2 separate regions of the Mus musculus genome follow, and region 1 is linked to region 2. A link is a contact called in public promoter capture Hi-C data. All regions are on one chromosome and are shown on one strand. Each heading gives the region's core, a stretch centred on a gene start, on an enhancer-like site or on the middle of the called end of the contact. The rest is flanking DNA. Distances are from core to core; before and after follow the strand shown.

What was found. Capture Hi-C pulls out chosen DNA fragments and counts their contacts.
Region 1: a promoter capture Hi-C map of adipose tissue shows a contact between it and region 2, with 2.4 times the contacts expected there. The contact joins the promoter of Srek1ip1 here to the promoter of Srek1 in region 2. A contact is called at or near these places in 3 of 39 promoter capture datasets (erythroid cells, liver and pre-B cells), 4 of 484 Hi-C or Micro-C datasets (CD4 T cells, embryonic stem cells, pre-pro-B cells and 1 more), 1 of 115 datasets of contacts at active chromatin or transcription factors (large pre-B cells) and 2 of 9 other capture datasets (adipose tissue and liver).

What each region holds. Positions count from the first base shown.
Region 1 is chr13:104,815,867-104,820,446 of GRCm38.p6, forward strand. It overlaps Srek1ip1 (splicing regulatory glutamine/lysine-rich protein 1interacting protein 1), which reads left to right and starts at 1,304. Exons shown (of 5, transcript NM_026075.3): 1 at 1,304-1,500. The coding sequence starts at 1,488. It overlaps Cwc27 (CWC27 spliceosome-associated protein), which reads right to left and starts at 1,087. Exons shown (of 14, transcript NM_026072.1): 1 at 821-1,087. The coding sequence starts at 862.
Region 2 is chr13:103,771,506-103,775,933 of GRCm38.p6, forward strand. It overlaps Srek1 (splicing regulatory glutamine/lysine-rich protein 1), which reads right to left and starts at 3,103. Exons shown (of 12, transcript NM_001361085.1): 1 at 2,794-3,103. The coding sequence starts at 2,954. It overlaps Gm52054 (a long non-coding RNA gene), which reads left to right and starts at 3,112. Exons shown (of 4, transcript XR_003950659.1): 1 at 3,112-3,531.

The DNA of each region.
Region 1 (4,580 bases), core at 54-2,553, 1.0 Mb after region 2:
AATAGCAAACTAGAGAAATGAAGCGTGAAGGTTCTGCATTGTGGAATGGTCAGTCTATTTCATCTCTACACGCATTTATTCATTAAAATTAATATTGTCCTCTAGAAATATATAGCTCAGCATGAAATCTATCAGGGAATCTACTCCCATTCCTATGAAATAACATTCCTCACTCCTCCCCTGCTTCTAACTGACAATTATCTCAAAAGATATCTCCTCCAAGATGTTTTCCCCATCATTTCCTGTTTTCCCTCCATCACTGTCATGGCAATATAATCTCTTCTTCAATACCTCCCAAGCAAAGGCAGGTGTGTTCATGCACGTCTGTAATCCTGAGATAGGGAATTAGTATATATATACGTGTGTGTGTGTGTGTGTGTGTGTGTGTGTGTGTGTGTGTCTATAATACAGACACACATATAAAGGTAGAATACCAACCTTTGTATCATCAGCACCTAGTAGAGTGCGTGGTGCCAAAGAGGCCTTCAATAATGACTGTAGAGAATGCACGATCTCCAAGTTAAACAACAAGCAAAAGTGTACAATCTTGAGATAAGTCTTAAAAACAATAGACACTAGAAGGCGCTCACGTGAGTTGGATCAAGGAAGTTAAGGGGTCAGAAGACTAGCGAATAGGGAGGTTGCCCAAGAACTCTTTCAAAAATATGCTGAGACACGTCACCGTAAAGAATATAAATGCAACACTGGCCATATGCAGGGTGTGGAGAAGAGTCCTTTGGTCTTTCCACCTCTAAAATCCCCGATAGCTGCCCCTCCCTGCCCGCCCCCAGTCACCGTGTCCAGGAGGTAAGGCTCTCACCTTCCCATTAGTGGGCGGCTCCTGGATGTAGATGTTACTCATCTTGCTCAGTGCTCAGGACTCCGCTCCTTAGTGTGGCCGCAAGCGAATGGCGGGTCTCCGGCGAGGCCCACCTGTTAGCACACAATTCTTTAACCTGAGTATTTGGGGGAAAACTTCACTCGGTCAGAGTCGGACAAGACAGCCGTACTAATCACTAGTTACTCCCCAAACTAGCCCATCATGGACGCCGCCATGTTGCTCCCGGACCGGAGCACCGCTAACCCCGGGAGGGGGGACTTCCCTGTCCTTCAGGAAACTAGAAAAGACTATAGGACCTCTACAACTTTAGAGAATTTGTAGCGAGGTTTATAATACGAGCTAAAGGGCCAATCCGTAAATCCCGGGGCTGCGTCCAGGTCAGGCGATTGCAGATAGCACTCACCTCCCGAAGCGGGCCGAAATGGTTCCGACCGCGTGTGCTCCGCGGTAGGACACCCCTGGAAACTGCATCCACAGCCACTTAGTTCCGCCAACCCTAGATGTGCATCGGGCCTTCCCCTGCCCGGTGAAGTTGTAGTGGCCGGGTGGGAGAGATCCCTTTGGGAATGCGCTGTCCTCGCAACGGACCTGAACCTAACGTGATCTCGAAAGCCCAGGACTCCGACGATCCCACTCACCTTGCATCATGGCAGTCCCAGGTGAAGGTCAACCGCAGGGCTCTCTCACTCCAGAGGAATGAGACGAGCAGGGAAGCCCAGAGCACGGGGGTGGGTGGCAGCGAGCACTTGGGGAATCAGGCGAAGGCCTAAAAATTTAGATTTGGTCGGCTTACATGAAAAAGCTTATACTACAAGTTCAAAGCGGGGTGAGAAAGATAGGGAAAGATCATCTCTGTCATTCTTGGACAAGCCCAAACTGCACAGGATTAGAGGGAAAGTGTATTGTAAGAGGGACAAGGGACTTGGTGACAATGAGAACTGTAGGCCTAAGGGGACAACTTGCCCAGAAGACTGTAACTTTCACACGATTTCAAAATAAAATTCGAAATGTGAGCATTTTGCCGAATCCAGGTGGCTATACACATTATACTGAAAGTCGCCAAGAAGAGCACCTGAGGCTTGTTCTAGCACTTCCAGCCTGTAATTTCTATGTGGCTGCAGGCCCGCTGCTGTGCCCTTCCGGGCCTCAGTTTCCCTATCAGTTTCAAGACAGTGCTTTCTCGAATTAGATCTAAGATTCTTTGTAGGTTCCACTTTTGTGTTCAGAGGTTTCTAACCTAGAAACGGCAAACTGAGCTCCGGGGATGTTTTTGTTGCTCCAGTTTACTGGGGAGCCGCTAAGAACTTCCCCAAGCCGACTTTGTCAGAATGTGTTTCTGTAAAACCCTATTATCAAGCAGGTGTTTTTAAGAGATATACCCGCCTCGCATCTCGGAGATTCACAGTGCATAGTACTGTAGGAAAGACCCTCAAACTATTTGTGAAGCCCCAACTTTGCTTAACACTGCCCCTTCCCGCTACTGTTTGACCCCTGTCTTTGTTCCGTGGCAGCCTTTTCTGAACTTTATTCTAGAGATTACTGTTGCGGGGTGGGGCTGCTTCCTAACTTCTGCAGAGGAGCACTCCAGGAGCTGTGAAAAGAGAGGTGACTACATTTATTGAGTGTGTGGCAGTCAGCATGGTAGAAACCCTTGCTCTCCTAGAATTCGGGGGGGGGGGGATTTACAGAAAGTAGAACTAACGCTGGGGCGAGCAAAAACAGGACACCTAACAGGATCCAGAGTGTACAAAAGGATGTTCCAGATGAAAGCTAAAGAAAGGTGAGAGTGCAGGGGACCTGCAGGGAGAGGGAGCAGATACAGAAAGGAAGAGGAACTAAAAGAGGGAATGAAAGAGCCCTGCCGTGGCTAACGATCAGCTAACCTGAGAGAAAAGAGAAATTAACTAAAGCGATAATTCAAAGTATCTAACTTTTACTATGTAACCCATGTATCTGATACTATGTCAAACATTGTATATTTTTTTCCTCCCTTTAATAACCACTGCTATGAGATAGCTGTTGTTAGTCTCACTTCACAGACGGAGAAATCAAGTAACTTGCCTATTACAAAAGCTAATGGAGATTATCCAAGCTCTTGGCCACCATGAATGCAAATGCATTCTCCAACATATCCATGGCACAATAGATTCCCTGCGACTGAAGGACCTTACAAGCAAAAACAAAGTGTTAGGATGTTAATAGACAGTAGGAAAACACTTAACAGCTTTAAGAAAAATTACATTTTAGGATACTGTGACCTAGAGGAGAGTTAGTTAATGTAGAGGCGTTGTTGGTACTTAAGGGTGATTCTGGTCAGTTATGTTACCATTGAGGATGTAGACTCATTAAGAGAGAAGCAGCTAATTTGGAGGGGGGGGTGGTGGTGGTGGTAGAATCACTAAGAATTAATTGCTTTGGTGTGGGTAGGAAATGAGATTAACCTGGTTTTTGACATTAGCTCATTTGAGGAGGCCTCATAACTGGGAAGACATCCCTCAAGATCAGAGTTGAGAGATGGTGGTAAGGTCAGTCTGGAACTTGTGTTGAGGTCTATCTGGCCCGGGATGGAAATGGCCCATAGATAGCATGGGAATAAACAGAATACTGGACAAGAAGTCAGAGTCAAAACCAACACTTATTATAGGACTAAAAGGATAAAGTGTGAGGGACTGTGCAGACACAGTGGGTAATGTGTGAAGGGAAGACCTGACTGGAGTCTAGGAATAATAGCATGTAAAGGAAAGAGCTGAGAACCACGAGCCTGCACAGTACTTGCCTAAGCATTTCGTGAGGCTCTGGTGACCTCTGCATCACACAGTTGCACCCAGAGTTGGCCTGCTGTCACTGCCCATCATTTGGGCAGGCGCTGGAGCACTGGTAGAGTATGAACACACCAGGAGACACACCGTAAAACTTTAGGAATGATAATTTGCTCCTGAAGAAAAGGGACAAAAAGTGATTTTTCTTCTAGCTTTGTTTGAGATGCTCTTAAACTTGAGACCAGTGTTAAAAAAAATGTTAACCTTTCAATTCAAAATAATGTTTCAAAGCATAATAATAAATTGTGTCATTAAGCCAGATGGAATGACTTACATAAACTGCTTAAACCCACCCCCCCCAAAAAAATCAAGATAATAGGCTTGACAGGTGGCACAAACGCACAATGCAACTGCTTTAGAAAGTGCAGATACAGAAGATGTTAAGATAATTTCTTGGATGATCGATCCAGATGCTGCACGGAAGGAAAATGGGGCTCCATTGAGGTGATCATCAAGAAGGACAAGTATTGTGTCATGCTCTTTTATTTTAGGTGTGATGGATTCAGCTTGGGGTGATTGTGCTCCTGGTTATTATAAGGTATAACTATAGAGTAATGAGGCTGCTTTTCAGAAGCCACCAGCCTTGTCTGCTTCAGTGGTCACGTGTTTCCACCACATTGAATGCCAGCTTAAACTATTATGTAGGTAACAATGAGATACTGAAGATCTTCGGGAAAAAAAAATCTTAGACACTTAGTCATTTGACAAATGGCATTGAACATAGGATTCAGTGAAGTTTACTTTCTTTGGAACATTTCTTTGCTCATTCACAGTTGTTCAGCCTAGCCCAGCTGTTGAAGTTGTATTAGTAAGTCTCCATTCTCCATCAAGAGTTGACCTGGTTCAAGTAGCAGCATGTGTTGCCGAGAAGGATGGTGCAGATGCTGACCTTGTTCTGTCTGTGTAGCCAGGGCAGAGGA
Region 2 (4,428 bases), core at 1,853-4,352:
TCGCCACACCAGGTTCATTTTTCTGTATAAAAATTACATTACAATGATAAGTTTACTGAAAAAAGCAATTTGTATAAATAGGTATTCAGGAACTATGAAATTCAATTATTGTGCAAAAAGTAATTCTGGATATATAATTATCTGGCAACAGGAAAAAATGTCAAGTAATTCTTACTATGTTAAATGAATGCCTACATACATCCGTTTTTACATTCTATATTATCTGTGCAAGTGTATGCACAGGTGTACCTGTAGAGGGAGGTCAGAAGACAACTTTCAGCAACTGAATTCTGCTTTCACAGTGGGTTCTAGGACTGAACTCGTGTTATCAGCCTGGACCCATATTACTGGCCAGTTTACATTAATGTTTAATGTTTAAAAATTAAAATGAACCCCCCCCCTCCCTGATCTGTAGGATCCTGGCACTCACATAAAAGCAGGGTATAGTATGTGGCTGAGACACCAGCACTCCAGGTAGATCCCCAGTGAGTGCTAAGCCGGTCTGCTGGCACTTCAGATCAGAGAAAGACGCTCAAAAAATAAAGTGAAGAGCAAAAAAGGAAGATACCTGATGGGACCTATTTTCACATTTCACTAAAGAAATGTATCTCTAATTTTAAATCAAACAACTGTTCGACTTCTAAAAAGTAATCACAAAGCAATGTTTATATGATAATTAAAACAACTATCATTATCTTTGACAAAAGTACTACTGACTGAATTTTTATATATACTTCAGCCCCAAACTACAAGTATATCTTTAAGGACCAGCTAGCATAACTGCACTACGGAGAGGAAAACCTGCTAATAAAGTTTATCACTACAAAATCAGAGTGAGGCTCTACTCCTAAACTTAGGAAAACTAGGGAAGAGTTGAGTTTTTGTCTGGCAACAATTATTGCCAAAGGAATAATTGTGACATACTATTTTAAACAACAGAGCTTTTTAACCCCTTTGATCCTTAAACCCCAAATAATAATTTTTTTTTCATGCAGGGAGGAAATTGGGTTTATTCAAGACCATCCCTGAAGAAGACAAGGGAGGCTCTTTAAGATGCACCTTCCCAAATGCCAGTTAATACCCGGCAGTGTGTTACCCTCATTCAAACGGCATTCCATTGGGAGTGAAGAACATTCTCTAATATATTTCTTCAGACCCTCTAATGCCCCAAAGTTAATTTACAAGAGTTCATGGGCAGAACATTTTACTGACTGGCTTGATACAGCCCTCCCTCCTACGAACCCGAGAACGTAAGCTGATGGCTGAAAGCATCTTTAAATGTTAAGAGATACTACAAATGTTAGTGCCATGGTTACAGCAGACCTTATGTTCATGCACTTATGCAGGATTCTTGTCGAAAACATATTGTGCTTGAATCTCAGACTATCTGTCATTCTTCTAACCTGCATCACAAAATGTCAACATCATTAGATTCTTAAGTGAGGAAGGGGCCTTTTCTAGACTGGAGATAACCAAGTATCATGGTATTCTCCGAACACATACAAGATAAAAGGGGGAGGGGAGCACTATTAAAACATTGAATATCTTCCTCTTTTCTTATCTTTTGTTTTGTTTTTTGAGACAGTTTCTCTCACCCAGAAAGCACTGGCCACCAGGGTGGGCTTGAACTCAAGAGATCCCTGGCTCTGCCTTCTAGAGTGCTGGGATTAAGGCGCCTGGCAACGCGCCCAGCTAGAATAAATGAAAATTTAATAATCACCTGCACCAAGTGAAAAGAATACTGATAGGCAGTCACTGTTTTATTTCAACTTTTTTGAATGCATAACATTAAATAGTCACATCCGTAAGAAATCAATTTGTAGCCATTCTGCTACTTACAGAGAGTAGAGAGATATATTGTTCTGTGTGCATGACTATGAAATAAGCCAAAATCTTTTCCCAAAAAAATCGTGGACAACTTTTCCTTCAAATAATTTTAGCATAAAGAACAAAATACCGTGGCCCTTAGTATTTTCTTAAAGTTTATGAGTGTGAGAATGTTACGAACGGTAAAACCATTACAAGTTATCCGATTAGTGAATACTGCATAAGGGAAATTTACCACTTCAAGTACACTGCCTAAGAAGCGAGCGCTGGATTTTAAACACATGTACACAGTAGTGATAATTCTGCACCGATTTATACTTTTTGAAACGTCTGAGCCAGCGTGACCTTCTTGGAGAAGGAAAATTCAGGCTGTTGCCAAAAGGAGAGATTGACGTGATCTTTAAGATCGTGAATATGGGCTCGGTTAGAAAAACCAAAACGATGGTAAATGTCTAAGATCACCCCGGAGAACAAAAACAGCCCCGATTCCATGTTGTCATCCGCTCGCTCCCTCAGCAGCGCTAGCAGCCTGACATTAAGACCTAGAGGTCCGGGCGTTGGCGTTGCTGGCGTTCTCCACGATTCTCCCAGTGCAAAAAAAAAAAAAAAAAAAAGAAACGTTATAGGCATTTGCCATGAGGACTGTCGCCGGCCCACCTGCGGCCATCTTAAGTTCGGGGGAAACCAAAGGCCCGGGGCACCCAACTCGAAGGCCGGGCATCAACCACAGTCCCGGAGGCTCGAGAGAGGAAGGCACCCCTAAGTCCTCTGCAGGAACCCCGCGTGGAGCTCAATTAACAAAACCTCACCGCGGAGAGGCCCCGCGGCCGGCCGGGTGCCCTCATCAAACATGGCCGCCTAGGGAAGCGCGCCGTCACGTGACGCCCGCGCTCGCCCCGTGCCTCCCTCGGCGCCCGAGGTCTGGATGGCGGCGCGCCCCTCCCCCCGCCGGGCTCCAGCACTCACTCTGGGGGGTAGAGCCGTAGCTCCTCGATTTCTCCTAGGAAGGAAAAGAGCGTCCTCATCTGCTCGCTGGTCACCGCCGACGAGAGGTTCGTCACCTGAATCACCGTCGTAGGGAAGAGGCCGAAGCCTAAGCCCAAGCCGAAGCCGCCGCCGCTGTTCATCCCGGCCTCGCTGCTGCTGCCTTCCCGCTCCCCAACGTCCACGACGCGTCAGCGACGGAGCCTGGGAAGCAGAGGCGCGCGGCCGCGAGCGCGCTCCCGAGAGCTAATCCTCCGCGCCCGGGCACGTCTAGCCGCCCATCGCGCAACTCTCCTGCTCCGGGGGCTGCGCGCGCCGGCCGGAAGCGTCGCCCTGGCAACGCGGCGGCTCCCCGCGGGTCCTGGCGGCCGCAGCCCTGGGGTCAGGTCGCCGGGACTGTTGCTAGGCGTCACTAGGTCTTCAGAGAGGTTTACCTGCTGCTGCAGTGAGGGTTGCGGAGGTTGTGCCTACAAACTCCATCACTTCTCGATGCTTCTGTCAGTTAAGCAGCTCGGCTCTTTCTCCACATCAGGCGGAGGAACCCAGAGGCCTGGGCTGCAGTGGTAAAGGGACAATGACATCTGGACATTATACATTAATACCTGACCAAACAATAGCTTCATTATTAAATACAGGCTGCAACCCCGCTTAACCTATTTTCAAAATTGGCAGGCACCCTGATTATGAGAATTCTTGGAAATTTTCACACCAATTATGGAGGTTAGGGTAAATGAGTGAATGAAAGGCTTTGCTGTCAATTTATAACATGCAATTTATTTACTAGCGGGCCCTAATATCTATACTTTTAGACAAAGGCAGGTAAAAGACACAAACTGTCTACATGCAACTTGCACCTTAATACTGCGCAATCATTTTCAACCAGAGCAGCTATATCCAAAGTTCATGGTTCAAGTCCATTCCTGTGGGCCCACAATATAAAAACTTATTGGGGTCCTGGAGTTGCTCTACAAAGCACACAAACATCAAACTCAGTTAAACAGGGATGGTTTATATAACTCACACCACAAGCCTGATGGACCAGGGCAACAGCTCAAAAAGCTGAGCGCTGGATATTTCTTAATGGCCATCTTCTAAAGGTTAAAACCGCTCAAACCACAGTGGGCTCCAATGCAGGTGCTGGAAGGGCTGCCTGGTAGTCAGCCCTCACTCAAGCCATTTTAGACGTGACAGTTTATATTGACCTTTAATTTGATGGGTCCTACATGAAGCCTACAGTTGTGGAATTTCTTAAGATTAACAAACCTCATAACACACAGAACAGAACAGGGTATGTGATCAGCATGACTCTGTTCTGAGTCAAGTTATTTTTCTGTGTCAATGACTGGCAGGCACACTACAGCAACATATGAAGTAGCTAGCAGACATGGAACGAAATGGCTACAGCTATGCTGGGGGAGGGAGACCCCAACACATGTACTAATTATTAAGACTTTGTTGCCACAGGGCGGTGGTGGTGCAAGCCTTTGATCCCAGCACTTGGGAGGCAGAGGCAGGTGGATTTCTGAGTTCGAGGCCAGCCTGGTCTACAGAGTGAGTTTCAGGACAGCCAGGGCTACACAGAGAAACCCTGTCTCAAAAAAACAAAAGAAGAAAAAC